Regions from separate parts of the Mus musculus genome. Here region 2 is linked to region 1. Evidence: chromatin contacts called from public Hi-C data. All regions are on one chromosome and are shown on one strand. Each heading gives the region's core, a stretch centred on a gene start, on an enhancer-like site or on the middle of the called end of the contact. The rest is flanking DNA. Distances are from core to core; before and after follow the strand shown. Region 1 overlaps Rapgef2 (Rap guanine nucleotide exchange factor (GEF) 2). Region 2 has its middle 66 kb from the start of Gm36442.

Region 1 (7,099 bases), core at 1,828-4,327:
ATGTACAGAAGCGGCTTGGTGTAGTGAACGCTTCCCCAGGAGTCTAGTAAATATCTCTTCAGCAGAGTGTCTTAGGAGCAAGTATAGACAGTTGGGTCTGCTTGGCTCTACTTTCACGCGAGGCAGTTGAACATCTCTACATTTGAGCTTCCTACAGAGGTTTGTTGACATCCCGAATGCCCCATGACTTAGCTGCTTCTGTGGTTCTTAGTGTCCCGCCATAGATGTTTGTCTTCTTTGCTTGCCAGCCATTGCTTCTTCCAGGCGCCCCTGTTTATCACAGCTATTCCCCGATACTTCAGTAACTTAACTGTGAGAAGACATTGGTAACCAGCCTCAGGCCTCTTTCCCTTCTCCTCAGGTCCACTAGCATTAGCATGTCAAGAGCATTCTTGTATTTATTCTTGGATGTGTATGCCTGTCAGAAGCACAGGCGACTCAACTTCAGCTATCCCTGAATTTGCTGGGCTTGCTTGTTTGTTCCTCCTTGTAGTTTTTTGGGTTTAATGCTCTTTATGAAGCTCAGTTGGCAGCAATCAAAATCTTAATGATATAGTCCCCAAACTAAATTGAAAAGATACTAGCTTATTTATTTCTTTGATAATTTAATGGCTCTAAAGTGAAGCAATAAATAGAGGCATTCAAAGGCTGAAGAGAGGGCCCAGTGCTTAAAGTGCTTGCCCCTGAACTGCGAAGACTTGGTTGGGTTGAGATCCAGCAGTAACGTAAGCTAGGTATGGTCTCTCCTACGCCTGTAACCACAGGACTGCGGATGACAGACACAAGCGGGTTGCTCAGGAACCTGGAGGATCTGCTCTATTATAATTGCCTTGATTTAGTTCTGACTGCCGTGTCAGCTTTGCTAGACCTCAGCAAGGGTATGTAGTTCTGAGGGAAAGCCTAGGGCCTTGACCGTGCTAAGTGGTTCACCACTGAGCCAGGTGCCCACTTTTGTTATTGTGTTTAACAAAACCATAACCTAGTCAGTTCGTAGAATCTCCTAGTTATATTACACTTGTTCCTATTTACCCTTTACAAAGCTGAGGTACTAGAGACTCACAGATTGGCAAGGGTGTGCATGAGCTATTGTGTAACAGGGTGCACATATGATGTGCATACAGCAAGAAACAGGTCAGGAGCATAACAGAATTCAAATTGGGATGCTAAGTATGTTGATCAGGAAAGCCCAATGAACCCTAGAGGAAGAAAAGATTAGTCAACAGACTTTAAAACAACAGACTTGTTTCAGTAACAGTGAGCCAGTTGGGGAGGCTAGACAAGAGGACATGCCAAATAGGGACATTTCTTAGTTAGATTTTTCATAAAACATGCAATATTTTAGTCAAGGCATAGCCTTGTGTCTGTGGGTATCGAGGTACAGGTGAGGCATAGAGAAGCAGAGTGAGTTTCAGTTTATTACACGAGGTATGGGAAAATGTTGCGGTGAGAAACACTCTGCTAGGTGTGCCTGGAGAGGGCCAACGCTCACAGCCAGCTCTGCCAGTGGCTGACCTGGTCAGACACGCCTTGATTTTACCCACACAAATTGTGTTAGCTCATATATCACATCTCTCTCTTTTTTTGGAGGGGGGTGGGCGGGGGGGTTCGAGACAGGGTTTCTCTGTGTAGCCCCATCTGTCCTGGAACTCACTCTGTAGACCAGGCTGGCCTTGAACTCAGAAATCCGCCTACCTCTGCCTCCCAAGTGCTGGGATTAAAGGCGTGCGCCACCATGCCCAGCCACATCTCATATTTTTGGCAAAGACATTTATGTGATTGAAAAATAAAACTCTACTAATGTAAAGACTTCTATCATGCACAGAACATTAATATTTCAGGTTTTTATATGCCCAACTGTGCGTGTGCATGCTTAAACAGAACTTTGTTTTTGTGCCAGGCTCTTCTATATGCGAAGGAGAATTTACACTAAAATTGTCTTGAGATACCCAATTTATATCCCAAATTTAGTGAATTTCTGTTTTGTTTCAAAGTATTTGTGGAATTGGAACTGTAGACATTTGTATATAATCTAGTTACTTTTTTATTTTATACTTGTTTTATTGTATGCTTTCTTTTGGAAACACTTGACCTTTCAATCAAGCAATAATTTTATATGTTGTCAAGTTGTGTTTTAAGTGTTATCCCCAAGTAAGGTGTGGTGGTCCACGCTTATAATCCTAGTTCAAGAGGCTCTAGAGCCATGGCCCTCCCCAGCCATGTTGCAAGATGCTGCACAAACACACAAGTGGCCACTAAGCAGATTTTCTATAAGCAGAAAGGAGTCTGTAGCCATCAGCAATGCACATGTTTTTATGGAGAATTTAAACATGTGACTATAAACCTTGCAGAGAATTAGAAGCCAATCACTGCATTTGCACTGCCCATCCTTCCAAGCCCGCAGTGTGGTCATGCACGCTGCATGCTCACATTCTGTCACTGAGAGATGGGGTCTGTGTCAGGGTGCCCTCACACTTGAACTCCACAGTGGTTTGTTCTGCTACTTACAAGAGTGTAAGTAGGGCAGTTTCGGTTTCCGTCCCCCTTTGTTTTTCCTCAGTTCCTCATCGTGAGGATCAGACCATGAAGCAGCTGTCTGGGTTGTTGCCGAGCTCCTGGCATAGTGAACTCAAGTGGATTTTTTCCCGTGTACTTTGTCTTAGGTTCATTTCCATTCCCTCAGTCAGATATAGCAGCACATTTCCTCTTCTGTATTTTTGTACTAAAAACATAAATAATGGTTATGGTTATAACTTATTAAAAAGACAGCTTGTAGAGAAACCTACTAACTGTTTAAAAGATAGTGAGCTGGACTGAATATGTTTCGCATCATGAGCCTTAACAGTTTTCAATATTTTTACATTAATTGCAAGTTTAAGTGAAAATGGCTTATTTCATGATCTGTAGTGACTTAGAGCCTTTACCTTGCTAATAATTAATTTTTTAAAATCTGTTCTTTTCAGTGATATTGGGATTGGTCAGTCTCAAGATGATAGCATCGTAGGACTGAGGCAGACCAAGCACATCCCAGCTGCCCTGCCTGTCAGTGGAACGCTGTCCTCCAGTAACCCTGACTTGCTGCAGTCACACCACCGGATTCTGGACTTCAGCACTACTCCTGGTGAGCGCCGCAGCCTTTCTGCCAGTTCAGAGACCTTTCTCTTTCAGATGCAGTAGTGACATTGTATGCATGTTTGGCAGTGGGGCATGGATGGTTTATTGTTCACCAAGATTCAGAACAAGCCTCAAACTCAACACTGGGACTAGTTCTTGTAGTATTCTGAAAACCATTCTGATGTGGTTAAACCTTTGATAAAATGAAGAATAACGTACTCTATACTTATTACTAAGTTATACCTAGTAAATAAATCAGGAGGCATATTTTCGGTAAGCTAAATGGGCTCTTCTTTATAATGAAGATTATCTGTAGATGGAAATTTTTTGATACTCTCACAAATGCATGTATGTGCTCATTTTGATATGTGTTTTTTATATTTTGTATGTGCTCGTGTGTAAAACTCATGCACTTGTCTTTTGACAATGTAGTTATCAGTGAGGGAAATGTGGCTTTGCATGTAGCATGTCACAACTCTGTCAGGGAGGGAGATGGTGTGTTACTCTAATCACATTGCCATCTAGTAACATTTATTCTGCTTCTGTGTGGCTTCTCCTTCCCCTAGACTTGCCAGATCAGGTACTGAGAGTTTTCAAGGCTGACCAACAAAGCAGGTACATCATGATCAGCAAGGACACCACCGCAAAGGAAGTGGTCATCCAGGCCATCAGAGAGTTTGCTGTCACTGCCACCCCAGAGCAGTATTCCCTCTGTGAGGTCTCAGTCACACCAGAGGGAGTTATCAAACAACGCCGACTCCCAGATCAGCTTTCCAAGCTTGCCGACAGGATACAACTGAGTGGAAGGTACAGTCTGTCTCACCAGAGTTCTTCCTTCTCTGAGCCCGCATCCTTGAAGAGACTAGCCCGGTGCTGTTGCGATTGCTTTGTTTTTACAATTGGTGAAACTTGAACCCAAGACCTTGCCAACTGAGCACTCTTAGGGAAATCAGTCCCATGAATAAATTGGGTTCTTTGTTTGCTGGCTTTTTGTTTTTTCCCCCTTCTAATTTTCTTTAGAATGTCATTGTTCTTGACTTTTACCTGGTATGAGTTTAAACCATGACTTTCTAACCTTGTGCTTTCAACTTGTGATTAAAACTCCCTTGCATGTCATGTCTCTTCCCAGCCCCAGCACTAATAATACTTCTTAGGGGGTCAGAGGTGAGGAGTCCCCTGCATATACACTGATAGGTCTGTAATCCTGCAGATGGCTACTGGGTTTCAGCTTTGCTTCCCATTCACCACTCAGGAGAGCCTGGGTATCAGAGGAATCACAGTGGAGCACATTAGTCTGTACCCATCAAGGCACAGGCTGTCTCTTACCTGTCCTAAATGTCTTGTGAAGTGTGTAAAAGACCAGTTAGTAGGACCCTCACTCTGCTTGCTCTGTGTTCCTAGAGTTTCATGTGGAGAAGGCATCTGCCTGCCAATAAGTGGGGAGAGAGAAGCTACAGAGCAAATATGGGGGTCCTATTTTCAGTGAGTTCCTTAAAAAGGTCACAGTACCATCCATATTGACCAGCCATTTGGCTGCAAATGCCTGCTTGCTATTCTGACAAATTGGGGTAACACCTCCCACTTCCCTAGAAAATCTAGATACTTGAAAGTTAAAACCTGGGAGTAGGAGAGATGACTTAGCAGTTAGGAGCACTTGTTGGTCTTGGAGGGGACCTGGGTTCTGTTTCTAGCACCCATGCGATGGATGGCAGTCATCCAGTTCTGGGGTAGATCCTATACCTTCTTCTGACTCCTGAGAGCACTAGGGATACATGTGGTACACATACATGCATGCAGGCAAGACACTCACATGTAAAACAGATCTATAAAAATCTGTTTTAAGATCAAATAGAGGAAAACAAACTGCTTTGGGTGTCTCCTCTCCCAATTGTGTGTGTGTGTGTGTGTGTGTGTTTGTGTGTTTGTAGGTATGTATGTGTGTGATGTGTTTGTATGGCCACATATTCTGCAGTAAGTGTGTGGAGGTCAGATAACAATTTTGTAGCCTCAGATCTCTTAGCTTGATGAGTATCTGCCTGCTGAGCCATCCCGCGAGCTCAGTTATTAAGTCTTCTAAGCATTAAATAAATAAGTAAACTTCATTTGAGCTAGTGTAGACCCAGCAATTGGCAGATTCCCTCTTCACTAGGAAACTGAGCTATGACTTGAGTTGATGTTTATCTAATCTGGTAAATAGCTCTCTTCTGTCACCTTTGGCAAACAAGCTAGAAGTATTTCAGTGGCAGGAGTGGGGGGTGGGTCGTGGGGAGAACACACTACAGAACTGGCACAAAGGAATTTCCCATGGATTGCTCAGTTCTGCTTACCTAGTGCTGCTGTGAGCTGGTGGCACGGGGTGGTATCTGTACTGCCCGTGATGGATGAAAAGAACTCTTACACCAGTCTCTTAGTCCTCCCCCACCCCACCCCCACCCCCCACCCAGGGAGCTAGCAATGTTCCCTTTAGGAGTCCCACAGGCTTGCCGCTCAGCTTGGCATCTGAAGAGCTTCTGTTTCTTTCAGGTATTATCTGAAAAACAACATGGAAACAGAAACGCTTTGCTCAGATGAAGATGCCCAGGAGCTGCTGCGAGAGAGCCAAATCTCCCTCCTTCAGCTCAGCACCGTGGAGGTTGCCACGCAGCTCTCCATGAGGAACTTTGAACTCTTCCGCAACATTGAGCCTACTGAATACATAGATGATTTATTTAAACTCAAATCAAAAACCAGCTGTGCCAACCTGAAGAAATTTGAGGAAGTCATTAACCAGGAAACATTTTGGGTGGCTTCTGAAATCCTGCGGGAAACAAACCAGCTGAAGAGGATGAAGATCATTAAGCATTTCATCAAGATTGCCTTGCACTGCAGGGAATGCAAGAATTTTAACTCCATGTTTGCAATCATCAGGTAAGAGGAGCTGTCCTAGGTGAAACTGACTTTATTTATATATATATATATATATATATATATATATATATATATATATACACACACACACACACACATACATATACATATATGTATATATGAATGATAGATTATATATTATACATTATATAATTATATATTATATACTTGTACGCTCACACATATATAATATATATATATATATATATATATATATATATATATCAGTGTCAGAACACCATGTAATTACCAATATATATTAGTTCATAATTGACCCTGTGTGTGTGTGTGTGTATGTGTTTTGTTGGTTTTGTACAGCCTCATGTACACTAAGACATAAGACGTAAGTGATTCAACAAGCAATTCTTTATTTCTGATTCAAAATCTTAGTTTTTTCTTCAGAGGCTGATGGGTTGTGATGATTTGTACATTCTCTGCCCCATGGAATGGCACTATTAGGAGGTGTAGTTTTGTTGGAGTGGGTGTGTCGCTGTGGGTGTGGGCTTTAAAACCCTCATCCTAGCTGCCTGGAAGCCAGTATTCTGCTAGCAGCCATCAGATGAAGATGTAGAACTCTCAGCTCCTCCTGCACCATACCTGCCTGGAGCTACCATGTTTCCACCTTGATGATAATGGACTGAACCTCTGAACCTATAAGGCAGCCCCATTTAAATGATGTCCTTAGGAGAGTTGCCTTGATCATGGTGTCTATTCACAGCAGTAAAACCCTAAAATAAAAGTGTTGCAGTAGGCTCTCTCTGCAGTAGTCCAGGCTGGCATACAACTCAGAATCCTGTTTCTCATCTGCTGGGATTACACATGTTGCCACCACACCCTCCTCTATTTCTTATAACTTAAACTTTCTTGATGGCCGGGGAGAGGGCTCTGTGAGTAAAGTGCTTACTGTGCATGGTCTTCATACTCATAGCTAGTATAATTTTTATGATGGAATATTTACCCAATCTTTGTTTTTTCAAATACTTGTTATGAGCCACATGCTGGACTGTGTTTATGAGTCTGCTGCAAAAGGAATTGTCGTGTCAGACTCTGAACTTTACATCTTATAATTATATTTAAATTA
Region 2 (7,099 bases), core at 2,917-5,416, 360 kb before region 1:
CTTTTCTCAGGCTAATTCGGGAAAATGGCGGCTTACCTTCTTTTCCTGCAGCTTGGGCAGCCTGGAGGGCAGGTTGCTCCTTATTAACTTACTCTGTTTAACCAGAATCGCCCGTTTAGAGTTTCTCTGCTCGATGTCTTCATAGTCACTCATATTCCAGGCAAGAAAACCACGACTGTATCCTAGTTGCTTGTTCAGGACAAAAGCCTTCGGCTGCCTGTAATAGGAACAAATAGAAGATGAAAGAGAATAGAAAAATAGAAACATCGAAAGCAAATAGAGACGGTCTAGAAACAGCTGCCAGCCTTCAGTGGGTGAGATTGGTTCCTTTCTCACTGTTTGAGGAGATTTCTGGCCACAGACCCAAGGGCATCTGCAAACCTGGCCTGCTTGCCTTCACCGAGGAGGTTCTAGGTGTTTCCCACACCCAGCATCTCCAGATGCGAAGCTGCTGGACATTCCTGCCTCCGTGGACACCTGATAGAAGCCATAAACACTCTCATCTCCCCATTGCCTGTGGAGCCCAGTCAGAGCCGTGTGTGGAAGAGTCTGTGAAGCAGGGGGACACCAAGACCTAGTGAGAGGGTTGGGTGCATATCTGCTGCTTTTAAGGTTCCATGGAAACTAGGCAAAGTGCAGCTCTGTGACCCTAAAGTCTAGCTTTAGATGCTTTAGCAAGAAAATCTCCCAAGCACCGGCTTTGCACTAGGTTTACACTGTCAGCCTTGATTCCTTCTGTGGAACAGGCTTCAGTATCTTACCCCACAACAGTCAGACTTTTATGCCAGAGGCACATCTTGCCTGGCAGGCCTGTAGTGTAGCTCGGAGGTTCCACAGCTGGATAAGGTTACTGATGGCTCCACCCCCCCACCCCAAACACACAACACCCTACTTAGCACCTTCCATACTTGAAACCTAGCCAGCATGGAGGAAGCGCTGGCTCTGTTACAGCCTGATTTCTTTGTGTCCTGCAAGCAAACTTCATCGAATCTTCATCATCGATTTCTGGTGGGCAGCCAAGAGCATTGGTCTTTGGCCTGTGCAGTTCAGAGTACTTCTGGGACTCCCCCAGCCCCCATGAACAATACAGAAGGTGTCCCACATCTTCCCATGGTTTTGGTCTCCATAGTGTCTGCCGAGAAGTCAGTTTTATGTCACCTTCCTTAGCTGTTTTCCATAGTCTATCTTTGTCGTTGTCATTGAGGTTTGACCTGCTGTATACAGCCGTGAGTCTATTTATCTAGGTTCTATTGAGCTTCCTAAATATTCACCCTACTGTTTTGGCAGTGGCAATAATGTTGTCCAGTGATGATTCCAATTTATTAAAAGTACCATATGGGTTGGAGAGTTGGCTCAGCAGTTAAGAGCACTGACTGCTCTTCCAAAGGTCCTGAGTTCAAATCCCAGCAACCACATGGTGGCTCACAGCCATCCATAATGAGATCTGATGCCCTCTTCTGGAGTGTCTGAAGACAGCTACAGTATTCTTACATATAATAGATAAATAAATCCTTAAATAACTAACTAAATAAAGCGTCTTATGTGTCCCTGGAAGTTCCTGCTTGGTGAGTTCAATGGTCAGCCAATGATGGCCAGAGACTTTCTGGAATGTTTTGAATCATTGGAGATACTGGTCTTTTTACATACTGAGGTCTATTCCCATGTCCTGGAAGGCAGGTTACTATGAAAGTTAGCCTTAGCTTATCCTTTGCACAGTACTTCAGGATCAGCCTGAGTGAGAGCCTGGATGATATCAGGCCTTCTAGACATAGACCGCGTCCATCCTGGGCATCCTGCCTTCTAGATTCCTGGAGCTGCAGCAACACTTCTCACACAGCCTCCTGCACACTCTCTCACTCTCTGTTTTGTCCCTTTAAGGTATTAGGCATCTGCTGTTTGCCCCAACTCATTACTGATAACTGTGATATTGGATAACTGCTGCTAATCTATTTTTGACAAGTGCCCATGAGACTGAGCTGTTTACATACAAAATGAGCTAAAATAATTGAAAAGTCTGGGAAAGGAGCTTTTCCTGGGTTTTCAAAGGCAGGTTAACTATGACATGTCTGTGTGTGTGGCTTCCCGGAGGTCTTCAAACCTATGTCCTGCCTCCAGGAATTGGTAGACAGCTGTTTCTCATGGATATTGTCTTTTAAGGCAGTTGGTTTTCAAGCCTGCCCTGGAGTTATGAAGAAAAGGGGGGCAGGCAGCTCAACATCACCCACCCTGAGGATCATAGGCAACGCCATCTTTCTTTTTTTCTTCTTTTTTATTAGGTATTTTCCTCATTTACATTTCCAATGCTATCCCAAGAGTCCCCCATATCCACCCCCCCAATCCCCTACCCACCCACTCCCCCTTTTTGGCCCTGGCGTTTCCCTGTACTGGGGCATATAAAGTTTGCAAGTCCAATGGGCCTCTCTTTCCAGTGATGGCTGACTAGGCCATCTTTTGATACATATGCAGCTAGAGTCAAGAGCTCCGGGGTACTGGTTAGTTCATATTGTTGTTCCACCTATAGGGTTGCAGTTCCCTTTAGCTCCTTAAATGCACTGAGAGTGGCTTATGGTAGCCTCCTCCTCATGCTCTACTTGGCCCTGAGTTCCCACCAGTGCACCCTGGTGGCTCTTAGCATCACCTTCCCGTGTGCCAGACTGATTGCTCTCCACACATTCTAGTCTGATATCCCAGCAGCTCTCTGGTGCTGGGCCACATCCTCCTCAGGGAGTCCTTGAAGTTTGTGTTTTCAAATCTCTTCTCTCTAGCAGTCTAACTTCTCAGGCTATTTCATTCATATTTTTTTAAGTACGTTTATCTCTTTGTGTGCTCATGTGTGCCATGGTGCATGTGTGTAGGCCGAAGAACAGTTTGCCAAAGTCATTTCCCTTCTTCTACGGTGTGGGCCCCAGAGATCAAACCTCAGGCCATCAGGGTTGGCAGCGAATGTCTTACCTGATGCGCCATCTCTTCAGCCTCATTGCCTTCTTTTAAATTTTTAAAATTCTTTCTGCCCTGTTACTGTTAGCACTACCTTCAATTTTACCTAATTCTCATTTGTTAAAAAAAAAAAAAAACTTAGAGTAAACATTTTGTGTATGAGTGTTTTACCTGTACCTATGTGCAATGCCTGCAGATGCCAGAACAGGGCGTCAGATCCTCTAGAACTGCAGTCAGAGATGGTTGTGAGCCATCCTGTGGATATGGGGAACCAAACCCAGGTCCTCTGCAAGAAGCACCCAGTGATCTTAACTGCTGAGTGATCTTCCCAGCGTGTGTGTGTGTGTGTGTGTGTGTCTGTGTCTGTGTCTGTGTCTGTGTCTGTGTCTGTGTGTGTGTGTCTGTGTCTCTGTGTGTGTTAGTGGGATTGAATAAGAGTGTCACCCCCATTATACAAGTTCTCCACAACTAAGCCCCAGCCCCAGTCCCTTTATGTTTCTGTGTCTTTAGTATCTTTAGTGGGTTCTGACATAGAACACATTTATGGTCTATTTTGCTTGCATCAATAAAAATTTTTAAAAAGTGTATTTTTTTTTCTATCTCCAGTTAGAAAGCCGGCGATCCTGCACATAGTGAAGGGCTTGGCAGACAGTGGGAATGATCTTAGATTGACTACTTCTTTTACTATTTAAAAATGTTTTATTACACAACAATGTTTGATATTTCCGCTACAACTGCTGGTTCAGAGATGACCAAATTTTTCCTAGCAGCCTGAACATCAAGAAATGGGCTGAGGAGAGAAAATAGGTTTTAGCACTCAGGAAAAACTGGCTGGCCTTTTCTTACGTAAGTGTCTAAAACTGACAGGGCAAGCTTGGCTTTCCTGTGGATGCTTGTGACAGAGAAAACACTCCAGGTGCTGAGGAGGGGCCGTGAAGACGGGCTGCCCTGGTTCCAGGTGTCTTGCCTTTTGTGTGGAGCTGGGACCTCGTGGACTCCGTGGCTGCTTTGGTTCATGACCAAACAATTCAGTGGCCTCTTGGTCACTGGCTTGAATGTTGTCATAAGCTGATTAAAATAGCTATTTATTCTGGAGCACCAAAGCGGCCAGCACCCACGGTGCCTGAAGCCACCCTTTCTCTTCTGTCTGCTGCCCTGACCCACATCTTGTGAGCTCTGTCTGGGGAACTAAAAATACTTCCATATAAGTGGTTAAGCGGCTGTCTCTTGGATTCTGAGGTTAACTTTTCAAAGTGACTGTGCTGAGTTCCAGTGAGTCAGCCTCCCACCTAATCTATATAGCACAGTGAGTTACTCACTTGAGTTTCACAGAGACAAGCTTCCTTTGGGGCTTTGCGTTTTCCGTACCCACCATGAAGTGATGTCATTGTGTATCCGTGTATTTCTGGCTTTCGCGGAGGACCCTAATGACCTGCTCTCTCTTAAGTTCTTCCCTAAGGATATGGCTCTCTCATTGGCTGCTTCCTCAAGGCACCATCAATATTTGCTCTTTCTAATTCTGGAAGTGAAAAAAGTCCCATTGGCAAAGGGGAAGTTTTGAGCTACACATACAGAAGCACTTGTCAGGTCCTTTGTTGTCTAAGGGACAAGTCCTTCCCTCTCTTCTCTCCTTGGGACACTCCCGGGAGACCTTTATTTACATGGATCTTTTTACATCTTCAGTGCAGCCCACACCTACCATCAGATCGCTCAAGAGAGAGCTTTAAGATGAATTTCTTCATATTTCCCGTTTTCAAGCTAGCCTTCTGCATAGGCTCATGGGGCAGGGGGTTGCTGATGATGAACAGCAACAGATGGGGGAATATTTCAGAGATGCTGGCTACTTGAAAAGACCATCCCTACCCTTACTGTGGGTGCTCTCCATCCCACCTCCAGAGGCCAGCCTGGCCTTGACTGCAGCCAGGCATCACCACTCAGCCCTTCATGAGGGCAGAGGTTTTGGAAGGTGGGACAGCGTGTCATGATGCTCCAGACTGGTGCCACACATATTCTAAGTGAGTTAAGTACAGCTTTGTTTCCTTTGATTGGCTCTCCATCTTGACACACCACCCTAGAATTATTTATGATTATGCTGTACATACACTACTCTCTAAACATTTCATCTTTCCCCCTGGAATAGTGCTTATTTGACCCTGGATCAACAGCCTATATCATAGACACTACTAAAAAACAAAAGTTGGGTTGGTTTTTTTTATTGTTGTTGTTAAACCAGACAGATCAAAAGAACATACATATTAGGCAGCTATTGATAGAAAAACGTTTAAAAGCAAAGGATAACTATTGCCCAATGGAAAGAACAGGGCTTATAAGAAGCTATCCTCTCTTTTTAAGGAAATTTTTTCTTTCTATTTAGGTGTCTGTCTATCTGTGTCTCTTTCCCTGTATAATATATATATATATAAAACGTGTATGTGTGTGTGTTTGCAATGTTGCCTTTGGAAGCCAGAAGAGGGCGCTGGAACTAGAGGTACAGGCAGTTGTGGCTTCCTCACATGGTCCTCTCCAAGAACAGTGAGTGAGCTATCTCTCCAGCCCCAAGGAATTTTTTAAAAAACTGTACACGTTTTGCTTAAATGCATGTGTATGTACCACATGCATGCCATTTACCCAAGAAGCCAGAAGAGGGTGTCAGATGCCCTGGAACTGGAGTTATTGATCATTGTGAGAGACTCCACATGGGTGCTGGGAATTGGACCCAGGTCCCCATGGGTATAGCAAATGCTCAACTGCTGAGCCATATTCCTAGCTCTGCCCATTCCATAGGCCAAGATGCTGTGCTTCTTAGGTACAGTGCCTCATAGAATTCTCCAGAAGGCACATGCCTACCATACTTGCTTGATGTTTGGACTTCAGGATACTGGCAAAACCAAGGGTCTATCTTTGATTTTAACAACCTACTTAAAATAAAGTCAAAAGGTAATATTGAACCCCAAATTATGGCCAAATAAGACAACTGATGACCCCAAAGACCCAGAAGCTATTCTGTTGTACAGTTGTAACTTGTGTAAAGGGTGGCATGCATCTACACTGTGACCCTTGGGTGATGAATTGCTTTTTCAGCGAGCTGTTCTCTCAGGTTTTGGTTTGGTTTGTTCTTGTTTTTCTTACAGTGTCAGCGATGTTTTGTTGTTCCTGTCTTTAAATAATAGATGCCTTAGCCAGATTTTACAGTATAAGCATACATCCAGTGTATGTTCAGGGACTTTCCAGATGTCCACGTCATGTAGCAAAGACATACACGGGGACATGAATAAGCATTTTTTTAAACTGCTGTGCCTAGAAACAAGCGAAATGGACACTAAGGAATTATGTGAATGCTAAACTTTCAAGGATAATCAGTCATGATGAAGCATGGCCAATCTGTGTTTGTGTTATATGCATGTCCATGCTAGTCTGTGTGCATGTGTGCATGTGGTGTGCAGAGGGAGACCAGAGATCAGCTTGAAGCATTTTCCTCAGTTGCTCTCTACCTTACTTTTTTTTTTTTGTAATCAACACCACAATTTATTTGTAAGCATGTTATTTGTGTCAATAATCAAATTGACAACACTTTATACAATTTCCTTGGATAATATTATCATCATAACAGAACACAATCTACAGTAATCCTTTACAAATACAAAGTGTATTTGAAACACAACATAAAAAAATGAGAATGTCAGAGACAACAAATGACCAAGAAAGGGAAATATCATCCCTCACACAAACACAAAAGCATCTGGTTGCATATGTTAAACAAGAAAGGCTCTAAGGCTTCTAAGTGCTTCTCAGCCTTCCTAATGCTGTGACCCTTCGATACAGTTCCTCATGTTGTAGTAGATCCCAACCACAAAATTATACTTTTACTACTTTGTAACTGTTATTTTGCTGTTATGAATCATAACAAATATCTGATATGCAGGATATCTGATATATGACCCCGCGAAAGGATAATTTGAGCCCCCAAAGGGGTTGCAACTCACGGGTTGAGAATGGCTACTGTAAGGAATCGGATGAGCCTAACTTCTTAAGTGCTATAAAGTTGCATTTCTTTAGATACATTTGTGAGGCGAAACTAGACCTTTACTAAACTGTACGCCCTTTTTGATATTTAGTAACTCTTTTTTTTTTTCCTTGGTTTCTAAATGTCTGTTGTGGTTCA

What was found. A called contact is a pair of places that touch in the nucleus more often than the background predicts.
Region 2: a Hi-C map of liver shows a contact between it and region 1, with 2.7 times the contacts expected there. The contact joins two enhancer-like sites. A contact is called at or near these places in 5 of 484 Hi-C or Micro-C datasets (the HL-1 cell line, brown adipocytes, embryonic stem cells and 2 more) and 1 of 9 other capture datasets (embryonic stem cells).

The regions. Positions count from the first base shown.
Region 1 is chr3:79,084,664-79,091,762 of GRCm38.p6, reverse strand. It overlaps Rapgef2 (Rap guanine nucleotide exchange factor (GEF) 2), which reads left to right. Exons shown (of 24, transcript NM_001310536.2): 12 at 2,961-3,118; 13 at 3,678-3,918; 14 at 5,635-6,018. Among named protein-coding and RNA genes, the nearest start is that of Gm52609, 32 kb to the right of the region's middle. Within about 2 kb of position 3,077, at least 42 of the 459 cell types and tissues checked have an H3K27ac peak or open chromatin away from gene starts, as enhancers often do. A contact at or near this core is called in liver, where this site is marked.
Region 2 is chr3:79,442,363-79,449,461 of GRCm38.p6, reverse strand. It overlaps a transcript of Gm17359 not described here. Among named protein-coding and RNA genes, the nearest start is that of Gm36442, 66 kb to the left of the region's middle. Within about 2 kb of position 4,166, at least 23 of the 459 cell types and tissues checked have an H3K27ac peak or open chromatin away from gene starts, as enhancers often do. A contact at or near this core is called in liver, where this site is marked.